Regions from separate parts of the Sus scrofa genome. Here regions 1 and 3 are each linked to region 2. Evidence: chromatin contacts called from public HiChIP or PLAC-seq data. All regions are on one chromosome and are shown on one strand. Each heading gives the region's core, a stretch centred on a gene start, on an enhancer-like site or on the middle of the called end of the contact. The rest is flanking DNA. Distances are from core to core; before and after follow the strand shown. Region 1 overlaps GPR157 (G-protein coupled receptor 157). Region 2 has its middle 7.5 kb from the start of SPSB1. Region 3 has its middle 52 kb from the start of SLC25A33.

The links. HiChIP or PLAC-seq counts read pairs in DNA pulled down with a chosen protein or histone mark.
Region 1: an H3K27ac HiChIP or PLAC-seq map of alveolar macrophages shows a contact between it and region 2. The contact joins two enhancer-like sites. A contact is called at or near these places in 2 of 47 Hi-C or Micro-C datasets (embryonic fibroblasts and skeletal muscle) and 1 of 2 datasets of contacts at active chromatin or transcription factors (alveolar macrophages).
Region 3: a contact with region 2 is called in an H3K27ac HiChIP or PLAC-seq map of alveolar macrophages. The contact joins two enhancer-like sites. A contact is called at or near these places in 2 of 5 promoter capture datasets (fetal skeletal muscle and liver), 23 of 47 Hi-C or Micro-C datasets (adipose tissue, blood, embryonic fibroblasts and 13 more) and 2 of 2 datasets of contacts at active chromatin or transcription factors (alveolar macrophages and skeletal muscle).

The regions. Positions count from the first base shown.
Region 1 is chr6:69,563,386-69,566,085 of Sscrofa11.1, reverse strand. GPR157 (G-protein coupled receptor 157) reads left to right here. Exons shown (of 4, transcript XM_021095284.1): 2 at 900-1,112. Among named protein-coding and RNA genes, the nearest start is that of GPR157, 17 kb to the left of the region's middle. Within about 2 kb of position 1,380, at least 5 of the 83 cell types and tissues checked have an H3K27ac peak or open chromatin away from gene starts, as enhancers often do. A contact at or near this core is called in alveolar macrophages, where this site is marked.
Region 2 is chr6:69,711,734-69,714,433 of Sscrofa11.1, reverse strand. No RefSeq gene overlaps it. Among named protein-coding and RNA genes, the nearest start is that of SPSB1, 7.5 kb to the left of the region's middle. Within about 2 kb of position 1,328, at least 2 of the 83 cell types and tissues checked have an H3K27ac peak or open chromatin away from gene starts, as enhancers often do. A contact at or near this core is called in alveolar macrophages, where this site is marked.
Region 3 is chr6:69,881,772-69,884,471 of Sscrofa11.1, reverse strand. No RefSeq gene overlaps it. Among named protein-coding and RNA genes, the nearest start is that of SLC25A33, 52 kb to the left of the region's middle. Within about 2 kb of position 1,266, at least 17 of the 83 cell types and tissues checked have an H3K27ac peak or open chromatin away from gene starts, as enhancers often do. A contact at or near this core is called in alveolar macrophages, where this site is marked.

The DNA.
Region 1 (2,700 bases), core at 131-2,630, 150 kb after region 2:
GATATCCCTCAAGGCCCTGGCATCATCCCCACATTGTGGAGAAGACACTGGCGTGTTGCAGCCAAGTGGGGCGGGCCGAGACCCAGACCTAGGCTTGTTGCAGTCCAAGCACTTAACCACCTGCCAAGGGGCCACGTAGCTTGTGTGTGTGGTTAAACCCACCCCGACAATTTAAAAGGCAGGGCTGGGTGAGGAGGCTGGTATGGGGACCACTGAGGGGGGCATGGCCCTAATCCCAGCTGTGTTGCTATTGCTGTAACCTCTAGAAAAGTCAGCCTGGCACTGCCTGAGATTGGGGGTCTGGTGGCCCTTGGGGTCCTCGCCAAGGCCTGTCCCTCCCCATAGAGCAAGGAGGCCTCAGGACTGGGGAGACATGTCTGCCCAGAGCCCCTCTTCCCTCTTTTGGTTCCTGTCGCAGGTGCGTGGAGCCTGGAATCCCCCACCCAGACAACTGCAAGCCTAGCATGTGCCCCCGCCAGACCCAGGCCGGCCCTGGAGGCCTGAGTGTTGGTGGGGTGCGTGGATGAGGCTTGCATGTGGGGGCTGGCGCACGCAGGCTGGTGCAAAGGCCCCTGGGTGCCGGAGGGAGCTGCCACCCCGGCCACAGCATCCTAGCACCAGTCTCCAGGGAGCCTGGCAGTTCTGGAAGCAAACCCGGCCTCTGAGGGGTTTGGGGGTCGGGTGAGGGTCTGGCCAGACAGGTGGTCAGCACGTCCCCTGTGTCCTCCTCCCTGGGCTCTGCAGGACCCCCTGCCCACCTTTTCTCCAGGGACACGGTCTGCTCCAGGCTCCGGAAGACCATCCTCCTTGCGGGCAGAGCGTCCTGGTCACTTCACCCTCACTGGCTGTGCCGGAGCCAGGCCTGACCTCACCGCCTCCATGTGCTCCTTACTCCTCAGCTGGGGGTCCCGCTGGCCATCACCATGGCAGCTGTGGCCCTAAAGAAGATTGGCTACGATGCCTCGGATGTGTCGGTGGGCTGGTGCTGGATCAACCTGGAGGCGGAGGACTACGTCCTGTGGATGCTACTGACCGGGAAGCTGTGGGAGATGCTGGCCTACATCATGCTGCCCCTGCTCTACCTTCTCGTCCGGAAGCACATCAGCAGAGCGGTAGGCACCCTTCGGGGCCCTGTGCAGAGCTCTGTGTGGCCACTGGGTCCTGGCATCGGGGTCAGCCACCCAGGTCGAGGAACAGGCCAGAGTGACAAAGGGTGACACTGAATTAGGAGCATGGTGGGCGGGTCCTGCCGTAACTGCGGGTGTGGGTCGAGGAAGCAGGGGTTCACCAAGGCTAGGGTGACAGTCTCCCCCAACTCGCCCGGCTCTGCATGCGCGCGGCTGTGGGATCCTGGAGGCTGAGCCACAGCGCTCTACTGCCCCCTCCTGGACAGACTGCTGTGGTCGCTTAACCCTGAGAGGAATGCAGGTGAAAGATGAGCAGTATTCAAATAAAAATTGAACTGGCATGTCCCGGGGAGGAGAGGCCATGGAATTTCATAATCACTGATACAGATAACTCACTTCATTATCTTTGGTGGTTCAACTATCCACGGTCGACTTTTCAGGCTCTCAAGCATTCGTAAATCAATACGCGGGGCTGGCCAGTGGTCTTGGAAACTAATAACAACTTGGGCTGGCCAGAACTTCTAGGAGAGGATGGTTTTCCTCTGATAATCTGGCCAAATTGTTTTTTGTTCTGGACAACCGGTTCAAGATGTCAAGTAAATGAAGTTAAAAATAATAGCTTACACATAGTGAGCACTGATTTTTAACACCATTAATTAATTAATTAAAAAAATTTTTTTTGTCTTTTGTCTTTTTAGGGCTGCACCCACGGCATATGGAAGTTCCCAGGCTAGGGGTCCAATCAGAGCTGGAACTGCCAGCCTACACCACAGCCATAGCAACTTGGGATCCGAGCCGCATCTGTGACCTACACCACAGCTCATGGCAATGCCAGATCCTTAACCCACTGAGAGAGCCCTGGGATGGAACTAGTTGGGTTCTTAACCTGCTGAGTCACCGCGGGAACATCCTTAGTGCGTTTTATTTTTTATTTTTTATTTTTTTATTTTTTGTCTTTTTTTTTTTGCCATTTCTTGGGCCGCTTCCATGGCATATGGAGGTTCCCAGGCTAGGGGTCAAATTGGAGCTGTAGCTGCCAGCCTACGCCAGAGCCACAGCAACGCAGGATCCGAGCCGAGTCTGCAATCTACACCACAGCTCATGGGCAACGCCGAATCGTTAACCCACTGAGCAAGGCCAGGGATCGAACCCTCAACCTCATGGTTCCTAGTCGGATTCGTTAACCACTGCGCCACGACGGGAACTCCCCTTAGTGCGTTTTAATTGAGCATCTCCTATGCAGTTCGAGTTTGTTCGTTTCTTTTTTTTCTTTCTTTTTTTTTTTTTTTTTGGCTTTTCTAGGGCCACTCCCTTGGCATATGGAGGTTCCCAGGCTAGGGGTTGAATCGGAGCTGTAGCCGCCGGCCCACGCCACAGCCACAGCAATGCAGGATCCGAGCTGCGTCTTCGACCTACACTACAGCTCACGGCAACGCTGGATCCTTAACCCACTGAGCGAGGCCAGGGATCGAACCTGCAACCTCATGGTTCCTAGTCGGATTCGTTAACCACTGAGCCGTGATGGGAACTCCAAGTTTGCGAGTTTCTAATGAGAACTCAAATCCTGCCCGAG
Region 2 (2,700 bases), core at 79-2,578:
TTTGGGCCGCTCCCACGGCATATGGACATTCCCAGGCTAGGGGTCTAATCGGAGCTGTAGCCGCCGGCCTACACCAGAGCCACAGCAACATGGGATCCAAGCCACGTCTACGACCTATACCACAGTTCACGGCAACGCCAGATCCTTAACCGACTGAGCAAGGCCAGGGATCGAACCCACAACCTCATAGTTCCTAGTGGGATTTGTTAACCACTGCGCCACGACAGGAACTCCTGCAGTCGGATCCTTAAACCACAGCACCACAGTGGGAACTCCAGCTGCCGCATTCATTAGGTATGTATTTCTTGGGAGTGAGCTGTACGCCCCATGTTGTGCGGGGAGCTTCTAAGGTTAGCTCTGATCCCACAGGGGAGCTATTTGGAGAGTGAGATGAATCTGTCCTCATTCTGTCTCACTCTTGGAAAAATGCCTCCGAGACCTTAGAGTATCAGTCCCTCCACCCTCTGTACAAAACCTGGCACTTTCTGGCTGGGAATTATTTTGGGTTTTTTTGTTGTTGTTGTCTTTTGTCTTTTTAGGGCTGCACCTGCGTCATATGGAAGTTCCCAGGCTAGGGGTCTAATTGGAGCTGTTGCTGCCTGCCTACGCCACAGCCACAGCAACACAGGATCCGAGCTGCAAATTCGACCTACACCACAGCTCATGGTAACGCCGGATCCTTAACCCACTGAGCAAGACCAGGGATCGAACCCGTAACCTCATGGTTCCTAGTCGGATTTGTTTCCACTGTGCCACGACGGGAAGTCCTGGCTGGGAAGTGGTGATGCTGGTTCTGGGTGGGCTTCTTCCTCTCTGGGGATGTCTTGAGTATTTCTCTCTAGGAGAGATCATGTTAGAAGAAGAAAGAGTTATAGGATGATTGTTGATGGGGGGGGTGTGTGTGTGTATGTACACACCTATCACACACACACATATATATGTATTTGTTTGTTTGTTTTTTGCTTTTTTCAGGGCCACACCTGCAGCATGTGGAAGTGCCCACACCAGGGATCAAATCGGAGCTGCACCTGCTGGCCTACACCACAGCTCACGGCAACGCAGGATCCTTCACCCACTGAGCGAGGCCAGGAATGGAACCCTCATCCTCATGGGTACTAGTCGGGCTCATAACCTCTGAGCCACAATGGGATCTCCAACAGAGGTATTTTTTAAAAAGTTCACACATATAGAACGCTTACTGTATGTGCCAGGCAGGGTGCTCCAAGTGTTACATGCATCACTCACGCAAGCCTCCTCGGAGGTGGGCACCAGGGCTGGCTACGTTGCACGATGGGGAAGCTGAGACATCAAGTGGGAAGTTCATCACCCAGCGTTACTCAGCCACTAAGTGGCAGAGCCAAGATGTGAACCCAGAGTGACTCAGAAGTCCCAGCTCTGTGTGGGCCCAGGTCACGTTGACGCTGATGGCCTCGGGGCACCAGGAGCAGCACGTGGCAGAAAGAAGTGCTTCTGAGCCTCTGGAAGGGGTCAAAGACAGGACCACAGCCAAACAGGAGACCTGGGCGAGTCAGAGGCCAGCTGATGAGGATGCGTGTGGGCACCACCTCTAAGGAGTGGCCCTGCAGTCAGGTGGAGAGGGGGGCACCGGGCGGCCCTCCGCGGGTCACGTGCCCCTCACTCACTCCCAGCCCTGCCCACCCCGTCACCGCCTCTACCCTCACCCTGTGCCAGTGTGTCCTCCAAATGTTGGCCCACCCAGAACCTGTGCTCGTGACCTTAACCTGGAAATAGGTCCTTACAGGTGTCATCAAGGTGAGGTCATCCTGGGTAGGGGTGGGTCCTAATCCAATGGCAGGTGTCTCTAACTCCTCTTGGACACAGAGGAGAACATCACGTGGTGACACAGGCAGAGAACAGAGAGACACATTCAAAGAATGCCAGGGACCCGAGTTCCTGTTATGGCGCAGTGGTTAACGAATCCGACTAGGAACCATAAGGTTGTGGGTTCGATCCCTGGCCTTGCTCAGTCGGTTAAGGATCCGGCGTTGCCATGAACTGTGGTGTAGGTTGCAGACGCAGCTCGGATCCCGAGTTGCTGTGGCTGTGGCGTAGGCCGGCAGCTACAGCTCTGCTTAGACCCCTAGCCTGGGAACCTCCATATGCCGTGGGAGCGGCCCTAGAAAAGGCAAAAAAAAAAGACCAAAAAAAAAAAAGAAAGAATACCAAGGATGGAGTTCCCGCTGGGGCGCAATGGGATCGGCAGCATCTCTGGAACACCGGGAGGTAGGTTCCATACCTGGCCTGGCACACCGGGTTAAGGATCCAGTGTTGCCACAGCTACAGTGTAGGTCACAGCTACAGCTCGGACGTGATCCCTGGTCTAGAACTCTATATGCCTCGGTGTGGCCAAAAAAGAAAAAAATTAAGAATGCCAAGGATGCTAGGAGCCACTAAAGCTGGCCACAGAGGGAGCCCCCGGGAGTGGCCTCTCTCTTTCCCCACCACTCCAGGGGTCTCTCCCCACCCTCATGACACTGGACCTGTTTATGCCTCCCAGCACACAGCCAGCAGAGCCCTGCTCTGCCCCTGTTCTAGCCGTGGTGACAGACGGCCTGTTTCCATGTAACCTCCCAGACCCCCTCCCAGAGGCAGGCAGGACGGTGCTTCCCTGCTCCACCTGGAACATCGGCTGGGCAGCCTTGCACTTGCAGAAAACTCCAAGTTCAACAGTGGGCCGAG
Region 3 (2,700 bases), core at 17-2,516, 170 kb before region 2:
ATGCTGGGGTCTGGGCAGAGCCCAGAGCTGCCTTGGGGCTCTCCCAGAATGCGCATGCATGAGCTTCGGAGTCAATGGGAGTTTGAATCCAATCTCTCCTCCTCCGGTTGCCTGGCATCAGCTGGCTACGGTGGGACCAGGGCCTCTGGTCCCTGGACAGGGCACAGGGAGTGCTCTCTCTGGCTGAGCGGAGCTCTGGGCTCCTGCTCGAGCCGGGGACGAGCTCCACCCGCAGGTCCGATCTGAACGATGTTTCAGGGATTCTCAGGACATGCTTCTGGACCTGCCTGCATCCAGTCACCTGAGGTTCAGCATCCTGTGTCTCATGCAGACCCTGGCTCCACCTTCCCGACTAGCCGACTGGGTCAGACCCTCTGAGAGGGATTTTACAAAGTCCTTTTTGGGATTCGCTCATAAACTGAAGTTACAGAGTGACTGGAGGATGGGACCATGTTTTGCTCTTGAGAGCTGAGCATTTCCCTCCTGCCGGGACGTGCAGAGGAGGAATTCCCGCAGGTGCTGGGGCTCCGGCAAAAATGTTGCAGGGGGTGGAGTTCCTTTGCGATGCAGTGAGTTAAAGATGCGGCATGGACTCAGATCCCGAGGTGCTGTGGCCAGCAGCTCCAGCTCCAGTTTGACTCCTAGCCTGGGAACTTTTTTTTTTGTCTTTTTGTCTTTTCTAGGGCCGCTCCCGCGGCATATGGAGGTTCCCAGGCTAGGGGTCCAATCAGAGCTGTAGCCGCCGGCCTACGCCACAGCCACAGCAACGCGGGATTCGAGCCATGTCTGCCACCTACACCACAGCTCATGGTAACGCCGGATCGTTAACCCACTGAGCAAGGCCAGGGATCAAACCTGCAACCTCATGGTTCCTAGTCAGATTCGTTAACCACGGAGCCACGATGTGAACTCCTAGCCTGGGAACTTTCTTATGCCACGGCTGTAGCCCTAAAAAGCAAAAAATAAAAAAAAAAAAAAGGACATACAGTTAATATATGGTAAGGCCTTGATAAACATTCACCGTTATCCCTGTGCCTCCTTCCCCCGTAGGAGCCTCAGCAGTGGGTCCAGGGTGCACCCGGCCCCGCAGGTGCCCTGCCTCGCTGCTCAGCCTCCTGGCTTCCTGGGGCTGGTACCCGCCCCCTCCCCTGGCTCCGGGGGTGGGGGCTGGAACGGGAACAAGGAGGGGGCCAGAAGGGCAGGCCAAGGGTCAAGAATGTGAACCGCTATGAATCATGGCACGTGGGCCAGTGGCTGCCTGCTGACACATCACACCCCAGGCCAGGACAGCGGTGACCTCATCCTGGTGTCCAACACGCAGGGCCCCTCCCGGCACCGCCCGATGCTCCAACGTTGTCCAGAGGGAGCAGTCTGCACCCCACCCTTGCCCAAATGTGTGTGCTTTTCCCACCCCTGCGCACGCAGCAGGACAAGCCGATGGGCCGAGCCAAGCCGGGAGTGGAGGTTTATTATGTGGATGCTTTGGAATGGGCGAGGCAAACAGTTTCCACTGCCCTGCGGGCAGCAGCATCGTAAATCCTGGAAGAGGCATCGTGCATCTGCCACAGCTGCGTGGGGAGAGGGTGACAGGATGGGCTTCACGGGGACTCGTTGCCAGGGCTGGCGTCCCCTTCTCTCCCAGATGGGGAAACTGAGGCTCTGCGTGGCCAAGGACCTGCTGTGCACCTCCAAGTCCAAGAGCGGTCCTGCAGCAGAGCCCGGCATGGAACCGAGAATTTATCTCTGGTGAACTTCAGTTCACTTCCCAGACCTGGTCCTCCTTTTCTCAGCCACTGCTGCGAATCTCAGTTCCTCTGCTCCTGGGTCTGGGGTGTGCCCTGTGGAGTCAGAGCCGTGGGGTCCTGGGCTCTAGAAACAACAATTTTTTTTTTCTTTTTATGACTGCACCTGTGGCATATGGAGGTTCCCAGGCTAGGGGTTGAATCGGAGCTGCAGCTGCCCGCCTACACCACAGCTCACAGCAACACCGGATCCTTAACCCCCTGAGCAAGGCCAGGATGGAACCCAGATCCTCACAGGCAGTATCTCGGATTCTTAACCCAATGAGCCACAGCGGGAACTCCTAGAAACAACACCGAAGTTCTGAAAATGAGGGTTGTCTATCTTCTGCAGTGATTGGAGCTCCTAGAACTCCCTCCGTGCCCATCCCACCTTCAGAAAATTTTCCCCAGGTTCTGGATCTGGGTTCCTGGCCACCATTCTTTCAGCCAGACGGCTGTCAGCAAGAATTTTAGGAGAGTGGGTCCCTGAGTGTCCTGCGTACACGCAGCCCCTAACCTGTCCTCGGAGTCCCCGCAGGAGGGACCAACAGGCTTCCTGGCAGCTGAGCCAAGTCCTTGCCTGGGCTTTGCCTGGGCATCTGGAACAACTGGCAGGGCCACTTTGAGCTCCCCAAGGCTCCCGTGTGTTTATTTAACCGTCATAACTTGAAGCCAATATTTAAGCATCACCAAGGCAACAGCCCAAATCTCCCAGCCCTTGGCCCCCAGCCAGCCCCAAGGGGACAAGGGGAGGAGGGGACCAAGGAAAAGTGAGTCAACCGTCCCCCCACCCCCCAACCACCTGGGAAAACAGTGACCCAAAAAACAGATCCCAGCTTCTCTTACAGGGTAATTGTGCTTTTTTTTTTTTTGGTGGGCCTACGGCACAGCGCTTTGCACACAGAGCAAACAGAATGCA